Linked DNA regions of Mus musculus: all the other regions are linked to region 1. A link is a contact called in public HiChIP or PLAC-seq and Micro-C data. All regions are on one chromosome and are shown on one strand. Each heading gives the region's core, a stretch centred on a gene start, on an enhancer-like site or on the middle of the called end of the contact. The rest is flanking DNA. Distances are from core to core; before and after follow the strand shown. Region 1 has its middle 69 kb from the start of Strit1. Region 2 holds the start of Plch1 (phospholipase C, eta 1). Region 3 holds the start of Gmps (guanine monophosphate synthetase).

What was found. Hi-C and Micro-C count contacts between places; a contact is called where the count stands out from the background. HiChIP or PLAC-seq counts read pairs in DNA pulled down with a chosen protein or histone mark.
Region 2: an H3K4me3 HiChIP or PLAC-seq map of craniofacial prominence shows a contact between it and region 1, with 3 times the contacts expected there. The contact joins the promoter of Plch1 here to the enhancer-like site in region 1. A contact is called at or near these places in 11 of 39 promoter capture datasets (the 3T3-L1 cell line, the C10 cell line, the HPC-7 cell line and 6 more), 1 of 484 Hi-C or Micro-C datasets (embryonic fibroblasts), 18 of 115 datasets of contacts at active chromatin or transcription factors (bone marrow-derived macrophages, craniofacial prominence, differentiating embryonic stem cells and 10 more) and 3 of 9 other capture datasets (adipose tissue, embryonic stem cells and pancreatic islet).
Region 3: a Micro-C map of palatal mesenchyme shows a contact between it and region 1, with 2.0 times the contacts expected there. The contact joins the promoter of Gmps here to the enhancer-like site in region 1. A contact is called at or near these places in 3 of 39 promoter capture datasets (cranial neural crest, frontonasal cranial neural crest and maxillary cranial neural crest), 5 of 484 Hi-C or Micro-C datasets (cerebral cortex, embryonic stem cells, nephron progenitors and 2 more), 11 of 115 datasets of contacts at active chromatin or transcription factors (astrocytes, craniofacial prominence, embryonic basal ganglia and 6 more) and 1 of 9 other capture datasets (embryonic stem cells).

Annotation. Positions count from the first base shown.
Region 1 is chr3:63,550,597-63,554,298 of GRCm38.p6, forward strand. No RefSeq gene overlaps it. Among named protein-coding and RNA genes, the nearest start is that of Strit1, 69 kb to the left of the region's middle. Within about 2 kb of position 1,270, at least 13 of the 459 cell types and tissues checked have an H3K27ac peak or open chromatin away from gene starts, as enhancers often do. A contact at or near this core is called in craniofacial prominence and palatal mesenchyme, where this site is marked.
Region 2 is chr3:63,898,128-63,901,716 of GRCm38.p6, forward strand. It overlaps Plch1 (phospholipase C, eta 1), which reads right to left and starts at 1,335. Exons shown (of 24, transcript NM_001370984.1): 1 at 1,100-1,335.
Region 3 is chr3:63,973,986-63,977,905 of GRCm38.p6, forward strand. It overlaps Gmps (guanine monophosphate synthetase), which reads left to right and starts at 2,158. Exons shown (of 16, transcript NM_001033300.2): 1 at 2,158-2,325. The coding sequence starts at 2,299.

The sequences.
Region 1 (3,702 bases), core at 20-2,519:
CTGTGACTTCCAGGCTATAAGAGGATACATTCCTAGTGCAATACACCTACTTTGTGGTACATTACAACATCTCCAGGAAGCAGTCATAGTCATTTGGACTATGTTGAACATATGTTGAACAATGTGGATTTTATATTTCTATGTGGTGGGTTTCATAGGAGTACTGAAATTTGTTCTAGGATGTAGTTACTTAGACATTGTCTTCTTAAAACTTTTCTTCTATTTTCATTAGGGTGGATCAAAAGAAGCTATTTAGACTCAGACTAGCAAAATAGTTTACCAGGCAAAGCACCTGAACTCAGTCTGATCACTTAAGTTTCTTCACTAGAACCAACATGGTAGAAGAAAAGAACTAACTCTCACAAGGTTGTTTCTGAACTCAGAAAACAACCTGTGATACTGTGATACACTTTTTCTGTCTGTCTCTGTCTCTGTTCCCCTCTCTCTCTCTCTCTCTCTCTCTCTCTCTCTCTCTCTCTCTCACACACACACACACACACACACACACATATTTTTAAAAATAATTTTTATGTTTAGAAAAGAGAAGCTTTTAATCTAAATCTGAGAGGGTCCTATGGAAGTTGACACACTTCTCTGACTCTATTCAGTGTTCAGATCTCACAAGTTTCTCCCTCTCTGATTGGACTAGAGACACAGTCCACTGTGAGCTCCAGAAACAATTTAAATCTAGCCTTCTGAAGGTCTTTCCTTGGACTCCATCAAGTACCTTCCCCTGGATGTGCAGAAGTCCTCAGCAACAACTAGAAAGAACCTTGAACCTCTGTGGAGTCATTGGTCCTCTGCTTTGGCCTCTCCCCACATCTCTGCGACTCAGCAAGACATCTAGACTCTGCCCTGAAAGTCGCCTCTAGACAATAAGCTAGATCAGCTGTAGGATTCACTTTATTGATTACCCCTTCCTGGACCACACCCATCTGCTTCCTCCTATTCAAAGTCTAGAAACCTCTATCACATATATTTCATACATTCTCTTTGGCACCAGTTTGTTTTTCTGTAATGTCTCCAAGAAAACAAACTAGGAAAGTTAAAACAGGGAGCTTGCCAGATCAGACCCCACGAACCCAACCTAAATAACAACTTATGTTACTGACGAATGTGAGATGCATGCTGGTGACAGAAACCGAACTCTGCTTTATAAGTGATTTCATCAGCCAAGGAGAATAACCGGCGCCCAAAAGAGTCAACAAGTGCAAATTTTCTATTCCTGTCTTTACACAGTCTCCACATTCTCAGCACTGTAGTGGATTAGAGTGGAGCCAGGGAGACAGGAAGCCTTCAGAGGACAATTGAAAGCAGATTTCTTCTGTGGTGTGGTCTGTGGTAAGGTAATTAGAAACCAGGAAAGTCACATAAAAGTGGGCAAAAGGAGACCTTTGTACTAAACATATACTGAGTTACATACACTAAATAAGATGTCAATGTCTGATGGTTGACTTTGTTTTTAGCCATCTGTAAATTATAAACAACGTTTGTTTATTTCCTCCAAACTTGCTCTAGCCTGGTATGCACCTTTCTCTCTGTACCTCTCTCTGTACCTCTCTTTCTCTTTCTCTTTCTCTTTCTCTTTCTCTTTCTCTTTCACACATACACACACACACACACACACACACACACACACACACACACACACACATTTCAGAAGCTCTCTTACACATATCCTAAATGATCAGCCAATCATGGAGTGTCTAAGTATAAAATGAAAATGGATTCCACTCTCTTTCCCAACCCTACTCACTTGTCTGCCATAGATTCCTACCATAGCCTCCTCTGAACCTGCTTCTAAACCCAGCACCACTAGAGGCTGTGGATCACTTCAGGGGCCTCTGACTCACAAACAGACACCATTGTAGACACATCGAGACCAACAGACTCTGGCAAATGGTACCACACATTCAGTAACAGATATTTTGAAGAGCAGACACATAGGAAGAATCCTGGCAGGGGCAGATGGAGGCTTCCAGAATCAGGTGCTGGGTTTGCCCCTCAACCCTTGTCTCCATCAAAAACCGTTCCAGTGCAGAGGGGATACACTATGTAACAGCTACCATGACAAAGTACTGCTCCCTACTGTACATAAATTCAGAGAAGTTCCTCGGATCTTTTAGATTTTCTCAAAGTTCTCTTCAGGAAGACACAGTGGCATTTCAGAAACAAGATAGGTCAGCCTTAGTAGCAATATTACCAAGCATCAATCAAATGGGACTTGAGACCATTTAGGTACTGAGCTTAGGGACTGCTACTTTCCTAAGGACATGAATTACAGGCTTTGCAGGATCTCTTACCTTGCTCACACAAGGGGTATAGCCTGCACACATATCAATACTATTGCAAGTCTCATCGGGAAAGACCACCTAACGTTCATTATGCATTCAACATACTCTTTTCACTAGTAGCATAGCCCTGACACTGAGCCCTCTGTGACAGCATTGGTGTGATCAGTTATAACAACAAGCCAACAGTAACCCAAACTAGCATGGGGCTGCAGCATTCCATCAGTTCCCTGCCTGTGTGCTGCTTAGTCTCCGTCAGAACAAACCTCTGCCCCTAGATTTTAAATGTGACGCAGTGCTCATTAATCCCAGATGAAGTGCCGAGACCACATCAATAGCAACCAGAACTCTTGTTGAAAATGGCAACCAGTTAACAGATACCTCCATTGAGACAAAAGTTGCACCTCTTGCTTCTATTTTAGCAAGCACCAGGGCAGAGAAGTTTCTTGGCAGAGTTTTCTTTCCCCTTTTGTGTCCCTTTCACAGTCATATCAGTGATCAGTTCTTGGCATCATTCAACAACAACAAAAATGTGGCAGACATTGAAAATTGAAAAGAAAGAGGGAATTGGAAGTCTAGGTGTTTTGGCTGGGATGTGTCCCCAAAGCCTCTGTTTGATCTGAAGTTGTTGGCAGTATTGGAAAGTGGTTAGACTCAAATGTGGTGCCTATTGAAAGAAAGTGAAGCTGTTTCTTTAAAGGGAACCCTGTGACCTGAGCCTCTTCCTGCCAAGCTCTCAGAATCATTAGCTGCCTCCCACAGTAACCCCAAATAGGTCAGGCAACTATGCTTAGAAACCTTCCCAAGTATGAACCATAATAAACCTTTCTTCCTCAGAAGATGACTTGTCTTGCATATTTGTAGCTGACCAACACAAAGGGAATAGCATATCAAAATTTCACGACTAAGAATAACTGCACCTTGTCGCTAAGACTGTACGCGGTGTTTGCTGTTTTGGAGTCAGCTTCAGAAAAGTGCTATGCTTCTGCCTTCTGACTACGCAGGTTTATATCCGTTTCCTGTGGGTATGGATTATAGGTGAATGCACTATCAACTTGTCTTGAATGGCAGAGCTGCCATCGTGAGGTCTCTCCAAACCATACCGCACAGAAAACTCGAGGAAGGAAGGGGCCATTTTGTTTGGGGGTTTCATTCACAGTCCTCAACAACTGACCATATTATCTGCAGAGACCACTCGCTGCACCTCAGGGACACAGGGAGGAAGAGACATGACCCTGCTAGGTGTGCCTGCCTCTGCATGTTTCTCTTTTCTCCAAAACTCACACCACCAGCAATTCATTTCACTCAAAACCTTCTAGAATGATTCTCAAACACCTCAGTAATATAGCCTTAAACTCACGAATCCTACTTCATCTCACGATGGTTGCTCAGTGATTCCTTGGAGGAGGCG
Region 2 (3,589 bases), core at 85-2,584, 350 kb after region 1:
GCGTCTTAAAACATTCATTTTCTGAACAAGATCATAATGCCAGCAGTAAGCAACCCACATCTTAAAAAGCAACGTCTCTGTTGACAGAGAGAACCTTTGCTTCCCTTCACCGGCATTTAACACACTAGTTCATTTGGAGAGCATCAGGTTCTGTACGTTATAAACAGGTTGTATGCAGAGTACACAGGAGCTACGATGTCGTCTGCACACTGTGGAAACCCAAGCTTAATACAATTGTTTAAAAAAGCCGCACCAGGAAATAAAGTCTTATTCATATCTTCCTTTTCACAGGATAAAAGGAGGTAACTTGAATGCTCCAATGAGCAGTTTCTCAGCATTATTTTTCTACCATGATCAAAATGATGACAGAAGAGAGAAAAAAGTTATATATTTTTTATTTCATACCTCTGGCTATCACTTCAATGCTAAACTCTTAAAAAACAAAAATGAGATCGTAAGTTGATTCCAAGCTACAAACAAACAAACAAACAAAAAGTCTAGAGAAAGACTTGGGCTCCACAGTGAAGCAAAGCAAAACAGCTCTGCTCTTCAAGTGGCGTCTCCGACCCGGTACTGTTGCCATGGTATCCCGCGCAGGCGCAGAGAACACCTTCACAGCCCGGGCGTCGCTTCGGTAACCCATGATTTGTCGCTAGGAAAGGGCAGTTGGAGTAAATCCTTCTCGCACCTAATGCCCGGAGCTTTTTGAACAGTAAGACTCGCACCGGCAACTAAGGGCGCGCTTCTGGGACCGCAGAACTGCTTTCCAGGCGGCCAGAGCCAGGGGAGGTCTTGTGGGATCATTCCGCCGCGATGCGGGACCCTCCCGGTGGCTGGACCTCTGCCACCAACCAGGGCAGGGAAGGTCTTGCTCAGGCACAAAAGCCCACGCGCTCCATTAGGAGCTCACGAGCTACTGTGGTCCAGTTCCTGGGCCGAGGCACCCTGGCACACACCACAACCCGGTGCTCGCGGCTGAGATTGCCCAGAAAGAATTCGAGCACCTGCTCGCGCAACGCTGGAGAGGCAGTCCGGTGCTCCTCTTCCTGCTCCCGGCCCTCTCCCTGTCCCCCACCCCCACCCCCTCCAAAGCACTGACCTGCTCAGCTCTGAGTATCCCGCTGATGAAGGATCCTCGGAGTTTTTGTAACCGGCTCAACCTCCCAAATGCTGGAGTGATCTGCTAGTGTCCCGGTGTGACTCCAACCCCAATTCCTCCAAAACAGCCCCCCAGCCCAAGATGGGCACCACTACACACCAGCCAACAGAACCAACAGAGGAGCTCCAAGTAAAGACCAGCGCTGCCGCCACAACCTGCTTTCTCATTCAAATCCTCATGCTCACATTGGAGCACCCTCCCTCTTAACCCTCAGCTCAGGGCAAATCCGGAACTGGAGCGCGCGCGAGTGGACTGGAGCGCCATCGAGGAACAGGAGCCAAGAACTGGACGTGGACCCCTTATGAAGATGCTACTGCTAGGCATAGGCCAGAACCCCTGGGAATAAAGATCTTCTTCTGTCCTCCCTCGCAGCAAATTTCAAAGAATTCCAAGACCAGGGACACCTCTGATAGATTTTCAGTTTAGGTGGCTAGCGGGTTAAAGACGCTGCTGGAACAAAGTTGGAGAGTTCAGGGGAAGCGAACTGTGCAATGTTCTTACAAGAGTTTGAACCGCTTCAAAAATAAAACACCAAACGACTAATCCTTTCTTTCCTCCCCCTTCCCCCTCCCCCCTTCTCCCTTTCCAATAAATATAGCATCTGTTATTTTCAACTATCCATTTTGAGTAAAATCAAATTGAGGAACAGGGAGTGCAGGTTATAGGATGCTTTGTTATCCCTCAGTCTCTTCCAAATATCACTCGTTGGCATTAATTAACAAGCCAGTTAATTGTCAGTTCACCCGCTAGCGGGCTGGAAAAGCTAATGTGCTGTTAAAGAGCACACAGGCGGCAGCGGAACGTTTGCACCCAGCAAGTGTTCAAAAGCTGAGTAAAGATGAGATCTGAGCGCACTAACAGTAGAAAGGGAATAGCGTGCTGCGGAGTGATCCGGCTTCAAGATTCCAGGACTTGGCTTTTATCAGTCTTGATTCAACCTGTCCTATTGTTAGTTCAAAGCCTAACTGGGAGGAACTGAGGACAAGACCCTCCGTGTACCATTCAAAGTAAAACTTCCCTCCAGTAAGAAAGTCAGGAGCTCTGGCATGGCAACATGGAATTAGCAGGGGTTGTCTGGGCCTGGTGACAACATAAACAAAAGTCTTTTTTTCTTCCATGAGTGAATTTGTTCAGGAAGTAATAAAGGAGAGTCTGAGGCTGGAGAGATCACTAGTCCTCTTTGACTGACAGTGGGGGAGTGGGAGGAGGGATGCTCAGTGACCTCTCAGCACAAGATATAGTATTTCACCTTTTCATCCGTCTTAGCCTAGCCGATACCATAGAAACAACCCATTTGTATTATTCAGTTCAACAGAGGCAATTACAATGTGACGGCAAAGCATCATGGGCAAAAAGAAACTTTATCCTGAAAGCTATCCTGGACGCTTGGAAAAAAAAGAAAGAAAAAAGCAACCAGACTAGTTACAGACTACAAGGAAGAATTCAATTTAGAAAAGGAATTGCAAGGTCTTTTGGCTTCATAAGGAAAAATATTTAATTTCCTAATTTTTCTTTCTTCCTTTGTCCTCTCCCCCTTTTTTTCTTTACCCAGATCGCAAACACCTAATTTACAGGAAATTAAGTAGGGTTGAGGTTGTAAATGTGAAGTATGCTTTGAGAACCTGAAATCGCCAGCACCAAATAGATAGATAGATAGATAGATAGATAGATAGATAGATAGGTAGATAATACAGAAGAAAGGAAAAAAAGACAAGCATTGTTTGCCTCGAAATTGCTTTTCTTTGTGTAGAAAAAGGCCTGTTTAGAGTTTCTCTTTGGTGGTAATCACCATGGTGAATAGAAAGAAAAAAAGAAAGAGGCAAGATAATTAAACTCTCCATCAGTCATGGTTATCCATCCTTTAGCCTCCTGTGTTTGTCTTTCTGGAACTGAAAGATCACAGACGCAGGGGTTAAAATAAACGCAGACACAAACTTCTTGACAAGTGTCTTTGTATGTATTCTTGGTTATGGTGCTGTTTATTTCTGTAACACTGAAGTTTAAAAATTTGAAACCATGCAACATTCCAAATACATGAAAAGAAGGACAAGAATGTGTAATAACCCCCTTCTTTCTTTTAGAAATATTTCTATTGTCTTATTTGTATTGGTGTTTTGCTTGCTGCTGTGTAACAGTTCTTTTCTAGGGGAGATTGATATATTCCATCCTTAGGAAACTCCTAAAGCAAGAAGAATAACAACTCCGGAAGTCCCTGAAACTAACCAGATTCATTAGGCCTCTATCTGCCTGTGTAAGTAATAAAAGTTGAGAGTCCCCCTCAGAGGAAATGAAGCTCAGATGCAAGGAAGACTCTCAGAGGAGAAAAGCTAGAGAGATTCTGAGACCACAAAAGCTGTCTGGAAGAAGCTGAAACCGGTCAAGCTGCCTGCAAGAGGTTTAGACCAACTGAGGCACCTGGAAAGGACACTC
Region 3 (3,920 bases), core at 908-3,407, 420 kb after region 1:
ATTCAGACCTGATACAGAGGTAAGGGAGAGGCTGCAGCGAGCTGAAGATGCTCTGAGGGTCAAAGTGTTCCCGCCCTCAAAAGATATTCTCAAAGCCATGTCAAAAGTATGAATGAGAAAGCCTTTAGAACAGATTATTCTAAGTCCCAGCCTTTGGGCTACTCTATCTTCGGCCTGGTAGAGGCAGCCTTTAGACTGCTTCAGCTAATACACTATCACGGAGAAAAGATGTTCTTGATGGATAAACTCTGCCCTAATTGCAGAAAAAAGTCTCCTTTAATGATCAGGTTTAGAGGTATTGTTTTCATAAAGAAATAAATAACTGGATATAATCATAGGCCAGTTATTTTGTGGAATGTGTCTTTAATTGATGTTCCTTTCTTTTATGAATTTTAGGCAGAACTACAGTAACATTCTCCTCATTTTATTTAGACCATCAAGTGAGACATGACACTGACCTACTGTACTATTTGTGATATTCATATTGATCACTCAAGAAAGGCTGACTTGAGGCACTTCTAAAGTTGCTAAATTTTGTAAGATGTGGTAGCATATACACTTGGGAGGCTCATGCAGTTGGATCATGTCTAGTTCATAGCTATCAAGGGTTAACAGTGAAACTCTACTCAAAAACAAGCAAAGACAGAAAAATTTGCTATTTTACATTGCATAAGTAATAATGTGGGAAGATACTCTGTGACAGTATAAATAAAACTTGCTTCTTATCTTCCACTCTTTAATTTTAGCATCTACTAATATTTCATGTCCTAATTTACTATTGTTATGATAGCTGAAAATGATTCTTTAACATTTCCAGCTTTTATTACTTGATAGTTTATCATAAATCCTATCTGTGTCCTTTATCATCCACAGCAGTTCTCCTTTCCTGTCTTTTTCTATGTGTCCTAGGCTGGCCTCCAACTCACAGGGATGCACTAGCAAGTGTTAGGACACCAATGACACCTGGCTTCTTCCTTCACATCAGCCATTCTTTTTTGCTGTTGCTTGCAAAAGTTCTTATTTCATTGTGTGTGTGTTGGGGGGGGGGGGGTTATGTGTACATGTGTTTATAGGCACTGAGGCCATGGGAGGATGTTGGGTTTTCTTTTTTCCTTTCCTTTCCTTTCCTTTCCTTTCCTTTCCCTTTCCCTTTCCCTTTCCCTTTTCCCTTTTCCCTTTTCCCTTTTCCCTTTTCCCTTTCTTTCTTTCTTTCTTTCTTTCTTTTCTTCTTCTTCTTTTTTTTTTTTTTTTTTTTTTTTTGAGACAGGGTTTCTCTGTATAGCCCTGGCTGTTCTGGCACCAGAGTGAGAGAGAGAGAGAGAGAGATCAAGAGCCTCTGAACATTTTTCTTTTAATTACTTTCTTTCCTTATTTTTAAAAATCTGAGCCGGGCGTGGTGGCGCACGCCTTTAATCCCAGCACTCGGGAGGCAGAGGCAGGCGGATTTCTGAGTTCGAGGCCAGCCTGGTCTACAAAGTGAGTTCTAGGACAGCCAGGGCTATACAGAGAAACCCTGTCTTGAAAAACCAAAAAAAAAAAAAAAAGAAAAAAAAATCTGGCCTGGAACTAAGATGTGCCTGCCTCAGCCTCCAGATTGCTGGGATCAAAGGTGGTGACTGGCTACCATACATTCTTACAAAAGAAAAAAGAAACAGACAAACAAAAACTAAACAGGCAATCAAATAAATATAATTTCTTCAACAAGGTAGGCTCTCTGAGGAATCTACAGCTTATTGTTAAAAAACAGAGGTGATGGCACACACCTTTAATTTTAGCACTTAGGAGTCAGAGGCAGCTGGATGTAACTTTGAGGCTAGCCTGGTCTGCTGAGTGACCTTATTTAGAAAAACAACAAAACCAAAATAAAACAAAAAAAAACCAGAAAAATTGAGCCACTATTTGTGACACGGTGAATCCATTACTTAAATGTATCTTGCAGTTTATAAAAACTTGAAGTTTGAGGTGGTATGTAGCCACTACTTAATTATTGTCAGCTATCACATCCAGTTCTATTGCCCAGACTGGGGGCATGGCTGATGCTTTCCTTTCTGGTAGGTTTGGTGTTATCTTCCCGGGGTGACGACGAGGGCGGGGCTTGCATGGTCCCGCCTCTAAGAGGCGGGGCCGGTTAGAGGAGGTCGGGCGGAAGCTGGAGGCAGGGCCTGCGCGCGCTTCTGTGTTCTGAGGCCGCTGTTAGGTTCCGGGCTGCTCTTGTTCTTCACGCTTCTGCCGGTCCCGGTGTTGAGCCTCTGGCGTCCAGGCCTTGCCAGCAGTCTGCACCCGCGGCGTTGGTCCCCGATGGCCCTGTGCAACGGAGATTCCAAGGTCAGTCTGTGATTGGCGTCTCTGCCGCCCTCCGGCAGCGTGAGCGAGACCTGGGGGTCCGTCCGTCTCCCTCGGCCGGGTCAGTGGCGCTCTACATGTGTCAGCCCGGCCTGCGGCGCGGCTTTATTGCATCCGAGGCGCTTTGTTGGCTTTGCTAGTGAAGCATCGAGTTCCAGCGGAGAGGCGACCTGGCTGTGGGCCGCGATTCTTGGGGACTTCGGGGCCCTTCAACCGCAGGGCAGGGTCGGGGCCTCGCCTGCGGCGGTCCGGCCAGGCGGGCCTGTATTCTTTCCAGCCTAGTGCAGGCCTTTCTGACTCTATTGACCACAGCTTCTGTTCCTGGGCCCAGGTGTGCTTCTCACCCTCTTCTCCCGCCATCCTCGGAGGGGTAGAGTTAAAGGTTCTGCTCCTGCGCACTCTGTCTCGTGTATTACGTGCTAGTTTTCGGGGACATTTTCCCGCCTTTGGGGCCTTTTCTTGGGAGCCAGGTTCTCCACGGGTGCTGGAAAAAGTTAACTGCGTTAGCCAAGACGCGAGAGCGTTGGGCCGTTGATGCCCGTTTGTGGCTTCCAACTCCCAGCCTTAGACATCGTTCTTAATTGCCTGGTCTGAATTGGTCCCCTTTCCCTTCCGACCTAATCGTCTTTGACCTGGAGAGCTTTCTGACCTTCACAAAGTCAGTTTTGTCATCGAGAAACTGCGGTGTTGGAATATAATTTACTTTAGCAAGGTGTACATCACGCTTGTGCATGCTTGTGACCTAGCTTTAGCAATCTGGTTAAATTTCTCTTCGGGTGTATGAAACTCCAAACTTTTGGATAGCTGTTCTAGAGCCAGGAATAATTTCTGCCCTTGCAAACATGGAGCTTAAGTGTCACAAACTCGCGAATGGCTGCTTAATATGTAGGAATCATTCAAAAACCTGTGTTGAACAAATGAATAAACATTATTAGGTAGCTCCTATATTTTCAAACCTAGGCACCTGTCATGGTCTGAAGAATAAGTCTCACCTTACAGTTTTGTACATTTGTCTTTAATTTTTAATCTTACAACTCACTGGAACTCATCTTTATGGTGGATGAGTTCGCTGCGGTTTTATAGAACCTACTGCGATCTAGAAGAATATTTTCACAAAATTATTTCAGTATTTTTTCAACATTTTTTAATTATTATTTTGCTTTTTTTTTTCCGATACAGGGTTTCTTTGTGTAGCCCTGGCTGTCCTGGAACTCACTCTGTAGACCAGGCTGACCCCGAACTCAGAAAACCGCCTGCCACTGCCTCCCAAGTGCTGGGATTAAAGGCGTGTGCCACCACTGCCCGGCTCAATATTTTCTTAAGATGATATTTTTGATCATTGTGATTTATTTGAGTTTAAGGTGAATAGCTAAATTTTATGTCAAGGTCATGTGGTAGAGTGGCCAACTCACAGCTGTCTGTAATTCCAGCTCAGATGATCCAACATCCTCACTTGGTCCCTGTAGACACTGCATGCAAATGGTGCAGACAAACATATAGGCACAACACTGTTATAAGGAATTTAAAAATAAAATGCAAAAAAACTTAATAAAAGTAATAAAGTAATTCTTAAGCTG